Regions from separate parts of the Zea mays genome. Here all the other regions are linked to region 1. A link is a contact called in public Hi-C data. All regions are on one chromosome and are shown on one strand. The core of a region is the stretch at or near the end of the contact, and the rest is flanking DNA. Distances in the headings are between cores, read along the strand shown.

Region 1 (2,700 bases), core at 74-2,573:
AAACACTGATTGGTTTTAATTTTGGACTTTTCGAACAAAGCATAAGTACTGACTTAAGGGTGTGTTTGTTTCTCTCCTAGATTATATAAGTTGAATTATGGTGGAAGGGTAAGAGGGTAAAATATCATTTTGGGACCATAAATAAGCTAGCATTGGATAGCTTATTTCAGCTTATTTGTGATCTCAAAGTGATATTTTACCCTCCTACCCTTCCACCATAATCCAACTTATATAATCTAGGTGGTAAACAAACAGTGCCTGAGTCGGTTACTCGGTTTGCTTTCAAATTGCATGATAATACATAGACATTATTATTTTTTGACAAACAACTAGCAGTTGTACATGTTTGGTGTGTCCCCACTCTCAAACGATGTACTGGCTAGAAAACAATTGATGAATTTGATTATAAAGTCACAGACTCTTTTGCCAGCCTACAGCGAAGAATTTGAGTTGTACATGTCACAAGACATGTTCTATCGCCATGTAGCAAGCACAAACCTTTTGTAATCCAACATTAATTAGGAAAATGGGTGAGCGAATCTAACCGAGAATCTTTAACCGACCTGAGCCGCTGTTGAAGTAGGCGACGAGAAGAATGACACCCTGCAAACATGAGCATATGCCCCATCACCATCAGGAAAATTCGAAGTAACAGCAGTAGCAGTCGGGTAACAAACAGAGAGCTAGAATTACCAGGACGACTAGGGCAATAGTAAGCACGGGAGGCGAGCGTGACTTGGGGTGGAACAGGCCTCCGACTGTCGGCAGACCCCCGTCCGCCACCCGCCGGCTCGGGTTCAACGACCGTCTGGACATCCTCCCCTCCCTCTCTCCCTAATCCGACCACCCAAGCTCTATCTCTCCCCCTCGATCACCTGGTCACGTGAACACAGCATCGCTCAGATTAGCCAAAACAAAATGGGAATTCTCCAACAATGCCGCGGCAAGGTATGCGTCGGCCGTAGATCGGAATCCCTTCTAGCGCGAGGCGGCGGCGGCGGTACCTCTGGCAATGGAGTCCGCGCGGCGGCGGGCGGATCCGAGGAGGAGGAACCCGGCGCTAGGGTTGCCGGTTGGGGATGGATCTGAGGCGCGGAGGTGGGGCGGAGTGGGGTGGGGGGGAGCGAGTGGCGATCCGGTGTGATAGGGACGGTACGGCACGGGCGCGGGCACGGAAAATGGGATTAACTTCGCTGAAGCTCACACAGGCGAATAAAGAGCGCCCTGCTGTATGCGACGGTGCCAGATCAGCACGCCATTAGCGACCGATACGAGGATTAGTGGAGCGCGGCCCGAATTCCGAGGGTTGGTGGCGGAGGAGATTTTGTTCGGGGATGTCGGTCGTGCACGCGTCGTGTCCTTAAGGAGACTTACAGGTGGGGCCTATCGTCTTTTCAATTTCGTTTTTGTGTTGGTTGGTTGCTGGCTGTGTCTGGGTGCCGGACTGCCGGTGGGCTGGCCCGGGTGGGTTTCGGCCCAACTCCATAGTGCTCGTCCATAACGTTGACTGCTCGTCACTGCTCTTTTCAATTTCGTTTTTGAGTATTTCTCAAGCGTCAGCAAAATATCAAAAAAAAATACAGCTACTAAAATTCGAATCATGAGCACTCGGCTCTAGCTCTTGTCAGTTTGTGTTGCATAAAGTAATTGTATGTTATATATAAAAACAGTAGTGATGTATGACCAACTAACTACTCCCTCTTTTTTTTTATACATGACGTTTCCTAGTTCAAAGATGAACTGTTGGGCGTCAAATATTTAGAAACGGAGGTAGTACTAAATATCAATGGATGAAGATGGCCAATGCACATGCAACCTATTAGTTATGGTATATACCTTGTCTACCCTTGTTGGTCGAAGAATGAATTGACTTTGTAGGTTTAGTCAAATTAAACCAGTACTTAGTTTATATAGAAAAGTATCAATGTTTATAATCCTAAACTATATTATATAAATTTGAAATCATAAATATCGACATCTTTTTACATAAATTTAGTTAAATTTACAATAGTTTGAATTAACTATGTTATAAGGCCCTTAAGAATGTTTTTTTTGGGACGGAGATGTTCTAGAATAAAATGTCTTGGTACCCTAAATTTACTTGAGGGCTTGATGCTACGGACGTTTGGACCTCGAACCACACATCAAACAATACAATACAATACAATTTAAGATTTCAATAACATAGATGTTTCAATAATAAAACTGATTGGATGCCATATATTCACCTCATTCCACCACGTGTGTTGAGGTAAATAGATGTAGAATTTAGTTTAATTTTTTATAGTAATTCACTTCAACACATGGACTCGGATAGATAAATAGACATTAAACAAGACCTAAACGGTCAATTCGGTGAGTGGGGTGCAAGGATGGGTCCAGCAGGCAGTGTGGTGTTGATCCAAGTAGCAAAAATGGGTCCAACATGTATATCATATTGATTGGTTCTAGATTTTGCTTCTCTAGCTTATATTACACACATAATCTATTTCAATTTATAAGATATTTTCACTTCTATAAATACATAATGCATGTGCACTTAAATATATATTAGGTCCACATAAATAGTGAAAATAATTTATATAGAAAAAAATTATGTTGAGTTTAGAATAGAGGGAGTAGTAGGAAAAAAAACTTTTAGTTCAACAGAAATGACATTGTTTGATTGGTTGTATGGAGAAAAATTATAGTGTACGCTTG
Region 2 (2,700 bases), core at 11-2,510, 150 kb after region 1:
CTGCCGAGCGACACGAGCCTCTCTACCACGTGCCGCCGTCCGTCAACGAGCGCCACCGCCTCCTGGATCCTGGCGACCATCTCGAGCACCGTCTGGCGGACCGCAGCGAACGCGTCGCGGAGCGCCTGGGACGCCGCTGCTCCGGGCAGCTCCCTCCTGCAGTCTTTCTTCCAGCCGCTCCTCTCGCCGCCCGGGCCCGGCTGCTCGCGCTCCACGGCCGGCGGCGCGAACGTCACGGTCTTGGTCTTGGGCTTGGTCGTGTTGACGCGGAGCTTCTTGGACTCCATCAGCATCTCGTTGGCCTCCTTCATCTCCGACTCGAACCTGCTGCTGACCTTGAAGTACGGCTGCGGCTGCTGCTGCTGCCTGTGCGCGGTGGGGCTCGGGACCGGCGAGTTCTGCCTCGGTGACGCTTCCAGGAACACCTCGGACGCCCGCTCTGGATCGCTCGCTGTACGTGGTGCACGCGATATATAACCATGACTTTTGATTTCGATTATTGACAGGTGATTTTTTGACGTGAATTAATGGTGAACGGAACGCCATGCGTGCGAGAAGCCCGTGGCCGGCTGACGTACAGGAACAGGAAGGCGCGTGTTGCTGCGGTTTCCTGGGGGTGCCAGTGCCAGTGCCACGGTGCTCGGCGGCGTGTCGCTCCTCCCTGCTGGGCATGCTGTCTTGTGCCGCGCTGGGTCCAGGCCCGGCCCTGGGGGTCCACATCATCTCCTCCGGTGGCGCGGGTTTCTTCTTGTGATGCAGCATGTGCATCCATTTCTTGGCCTTGCTCTTCACCTTGCCCAGAACCGCCTTCTTCTGGCTCCCGCCTGGGGTCCTGGGCGACTCCGTCGGGCTCGCCGGCGGCGCCCGCGGCGAGGGCCAGTAGCGCTGTTGCTCCTCCCATTCGTGACATGGATGTTGTTGGCCTGCGAAGGCAGCAAAAACCAATGTCAAAACGTCGTACGAGTGGGGGACAAAGGAAGAAGAATCAAGAACGGACTTCCTAAAAAAATATTCAAGAACGACGAACTGAACTGAATTGAATTGAAACCGTGTTTGAAAAAGATGGGTCTCTTGCCATTTTGGACGAGGTGGTCTCCTGGTTTGGTGCTGATCCCACGCTTTAGCTTCATGATCTCGCTCATGGTTACGCAGGAAACACACCCGATCCAAATCCAAATCCAAATCCAAATCCTAATCCTAAAGCTTGGGAGGAGCTATGCAGAGCTGTGCCGGCAAGGCAAGAAATGGATTTGCACGGCCTATCCTAAAGTTGGCAAACTTGAGGGGCAGATTTTCCGATTTATAGCCGTCCCCCCCGCTATTCTTGGAGATTGTTTGGTGGTCGGGAGGGAGGCGAGCCTTTTGTGCCGCATCCTTGGAGCCCTCCAATGTAGGGACGGACGAGATCTAAGAAACGAGATTCATATCTTTGTCATGGTTGCGCGGCCCATGCTTCCCGCGTTTCTACAGCACCAGAGCTGCAGCTGCCCAGGGGCTAATCATCGTTTCTTTTAACAACAAAATGTCATTGCCCACCATCAATTTTCCCTATACATGAGTAATCACGGCTGACTTTGTGCTCTTTTGGTATATAGATAGTACTACAAGTTTGTTCAAAAAACAAAAATAGGTTTTGGATCCCTGAAAACAAAAAACGGGAAAAGAAATTTCCCGTATTTAATTATTTTTCGTTAGAGTTATAGGCTCTGACTGAGTAGACTTGGAACCCTGAAAAAAACAAAATCTAAAAAAGGGATACCCCTATATAAGTAAACATGGTTACTTTGTTCTTTTGGGATCCTAAACGACAGAAGTTCTATTACAAAAAAAAACGAAATAGACTTGAACCCAGACTATTTAAAAGGGTAAAAAAATAAGATAAGGTTAACTGGAAGATAGAAAAGGCAAAAGATAAAAATACAATAAGTTTTTATACAAATTACCAAGACTTGTTACAAAAGAGTAAAAAAATAATGTCAAGAATGGGATATATAAGTAAACATGGTTACTTTGTTCTTTTGGGATCCTAAACGACAGAAGTTCTATTACAAAAAAAAACGAAATAGACTTGAACCCAGACTATTTAAAAGGGTAAAAAATAAGATAAGGTTAACCGGAAGATAGAAAAGGCAAAAGATAAAAATACAATAAGTTTTTATACAAATTACCAAGACTTGTTACAAAAGAGTAAAAATAAAAAAAATATAATGTCAAGAATGGGATTTGAACCCATGCCCTTTCGGACCAGTACCTGAAACTGGCGCCTTAGACCAACTCGGCCATCTTGACTTTTGTGATGAAAGCATCAACGTACACATATTGGTATCTTACATGTTTCTCCAAAAACAAGAAAAAGTTTATAACTTTTATCCAAATCCACGTATCTAAGCCAGGTATTTTATGTAGGTCGCCTACCAGACATCTCGCCCTACTGCTACAGACGATGAGGCACAATTGCATACAGTCCGGAAGAAAGTCGTGGAAAACTTCACCTCTTAGAGAGCATTCAGCTAACCTGCTCTTATCTAAGTTGTGCCCCCAAGGAGACTATAGAAAAGGCATACATATTATAGATTTCTGGAATTCCTTCGTCATTTGAACCCTCCAATTCCGATCATACAAAAAAAATATCACTTTCAGTTCTGAAAAAATTTGTTGCTACATCAATTTGTATCAGCTGTCAAATAAATAGCCTAACTG
Region 3 (2,700 bases), core at 12-2,511, 240 kb after region 1:
AAATCGAAACATAGTGCGACAAATGATTGGTTGTGCTTACCAAACTGTAACTCAATTGTGATAAATTACAATTCTTCAGCAGTCCTCATCTTGCTGCTTTATTGTAAGATAGTGTGCTCAGGCTCAGGCTATCTGCAGTGACTCTTCTATGTCATTCTCTATTTTAAACAGTGTTGTCTATAGTGTAAAATATTATTTTATATGATCATATATATGATATATATATATATGATCTGTTGGACACAACCTTATTTCCTTTGTCTTAAAATGATTTTCATCATTATTTCGAAGAGTCAAATAATCTAAACTTTAACTAAATATAAAATTTAAAAATTATTAGTATCTATGACGTCATATAAGAATATATAATATCATATTTAGATGGATCCAATCATATATTTTATAATAAACCTATTTGGAGCATGTTGAATTGTTGATACTGCTATTTTTCTATAAATCCTGTCAAAGGTGATATTGGTTGGTTTCTACTCATTCTAGGACGTGTTGAGATTATGCTATTGCTGTCATAACATGTTTCATTATTTGTGGTAATGTGAGTTACTGAACACTTGATCCATTAGTAACTAGATGATGTTAGATAAAATAATGTTAAAGAATGTTCCGAAATCCAACCTAAAGGCTTAAACACATGCTGCCCATTGTTGAAAGGAAAATCAGTATGTCGTGTACTATCCCTGGGTGGACCATGGATTGCCAGGTCTTTTTCAGACTGTACCAGACGCGGACAGGCAAATCTATCCATAGCGATATTCTCTGTAACGTACGTAAAGGAAAGGCAGTTCACGGAACAAGTCATTAATTGACAGCGACATGGTGGTTTGCCCATCTTTATTTAGTGGTTTCCTATCAGCGAGTACGCAAAAGAAAGCGATGTCGAATTCCGGCTTAATTCAAATGGACTATGTGTGCATCTTTCAATTGAAAATTTAAATTCCAAAGTTTATGTGATACCTTTTCTTTTTCCCCCCTCTAGTCTACGTGTGCACTCGCACAAGAATGGAATAGAACCAGTATAAAATTTGTCTGCTTCAGAACGCCGGCATCTAGTAGTATTCACTTTCGTTAAATCCGTAAGAGTAACGAGTGAAATTCAATTTGTAACATGTCCTCTAAAACACCTCAATTTCAAGTTAGAGAACTCCTAAGAACATGATTAGTGTCCCAGCATTCCCCAAGACCCCAGTATATAGGGAAGCACTAAAATTAGGGGTCATTCTTCTTTCTCCGTCCTTTCCATCCCAGGTCGCCACCGCGTCTCCGCCCTTCCCTCCTCCCCACCATCTTCAGCACGAGGCAGCACGCGCGGACGTCCCTCCCGACACGGAGAACCCCGCTCCGCGCGCTCGCATTCGTCGCGCCGCCACCCAGGTCCCAGCCGGCCGCGCGCCCGCGCCCCCCCGCCGCCGGCCGTGCCATGCCGCGGCGGGGCGAGACGGCGGTGGTCCCCATTGACGTGGCGTCCGCCGGCGGCGGGCGAGGCGATGAGCGGCCCAAGAGAGAGCGCCACCGGAGTCACGGCCCCGGCCGCCACGGTCCGCACCGGAGTCGCCCGCCGCCCCCGCCCCCGCCGGCGTTCCGGCCGTTCCGGCGGTGGTTCCCGTTCCTTGTGCCGCTATTCATCGTCGCCAACATCGTCCTCTTCGTGCTCACCATGTACGTCAACGACTGCCCCGCGCACGCGCGGGCCACCGGCGCCGCGATAGGCGGATCGGTCGGCGAGAGCGCCACCGCGCAGGGCTGCTGGCTCGCGCCCGAGCTCGGGAGGTTCGCGTTCCAGTCGTTCAAGGAGAACCCGCTCATCGGCCCTTCCTCCGCCACGTACGCCACACTATTCAAATCTGTCCAAAATTTGGATCTTTCTGCAGTTTGCTCGGCTTACATTATTGATTTAGATGTATGCATTGTGGAGCATGTTAGAAACTCTGCAGAATTTTGTGAAATGTGCTGTCTTTGAGATCCTCGATTGGTAGTACATCGGTCAGCTATATTATATAATCTTGATAAACCTTATTGTTTGATAATGTATTAAGTACGTATCACTTTTCACCATCGATAATTTTTTGTTGGTAATTATGCCCTCGGGTGGCAGTACTTCAATTTGGGGCTTATTTTGTATAATCTTGATACCTTGAAGGTTCATCTAACATGTTTTGATTCCCAGGCTGTTGGAAATGGGGGCACTGGAAACCAGTAAAGTTACCAAAGATCACGAAGGGTGGCGCCTCATTACATGCATTTGGTTGCATGCTGGAGTCGTCCACATACTCGCCAACATGTTGAGCCTCTTAATGATCGGAATCAGGCTCGAGAAGGAATTTGGTTTCAGTAAGTGACCCTGTCTAGTTCGATTAAAGAAAGTTTCAGTAATTGTCTTCTTTTTTTAGGAAAACAGATTCTCTGTGCACAATGCATCTTTATTATCTAGATTGTAACCTGTTATTTCAAGGCCTGTGATCATATAACTTGACCATTGATTGACGATTGTCTGTTGCAGTAAGGATTGGTACACTGTATGTGATCTCTGGTGTTGGTGGCAGCTTGCTGTCTTCTCTATTTATGGTGTCAAATATATCAGTCGGTGCTTCAGGTGCATTATTTGGACTATTGGGCTCAATGCTGTCAGAGCTCATAACAAATTGGACGATATATGAGAACAAGGTCGATTCTAAAATATATGCA

Evidence for each region. A called contact is a pair of places that touch in the nucleus more often than the background predicts.
Region 2: a contact with region 1 is called in a Hi-C map of ear, with 4 times the contacts expected there. The contact joins the promoter of LOC100276757 here to the promoter of LOC100272653 in region 1. A contact is called at or near these places in 11 of 25 Hi-C or Micro-C datasets (bundle sheath, ear, endosperm and 5 more) and 2 of 3 datasets of contacts at active chromatin or transcription factors (leaf and seedling).
Region 3: a contact with region 1 is called in a Hi-C map of leaf, with 7 times the contacts expected there. The contact joins the promoter of LOC100284897 here to the promoter of LOC100272653 in region 1. A contact is called at or near these places in 3 of 25 Hi-C or Micro-C datasets (ear, leaf and tassel).

What each region holds. Positions count from the first base shown.
Region 1 is chr3:18,191,771-18,194,470 of Zm-B73-REFERENCE-NAM-5.0, reverse strand. LOC100272653 reads right to left here and starts at 1,323. Exons shown (of 7, transcript NM_001147111.1): 1 at 1,005-1,323; 2 at 694-875; 3 at 564-603. The coding sequence starts at 816.
Region 2 is chr3:18,039,823-18,042,522 of Zm-B73-REFERENCE-NAM-5.0, reverse strand. It overlaps LOC100276757, which reads right to left and starts at 1,260. Exons shown (of 4, transcript NM_001176649.2): 1 at 1,076-1,260; 2 at 579-923; 3 at 1-451. The coding sequence starts at 1,142. TRNAL-CAG (transfer RNA leucine (anticodon CAG)) reads right to left here and starts at 2,289; the gene lies at 2,209-2,289.
Region 3 is chr3:17,947,228-17,949,927 of Zm-B73-REFERENCE-NAM-5.0, reverse strand. It overlaps LOC100284897 (membrane protein), which reads left to right and starts at 1,261. Exons shown (of 6, transcript NM_001157792.2): 1 at 1,261-1,839; 2 at 2,183-2,346; 3 at 2,516-2,679. The coding sequence starts at 1,436. LOC103649783 (protein IWS1 homolog 1) reads left to right here. Exons shown (of 11, transcript XM_008675497.4): 11 at 1-168.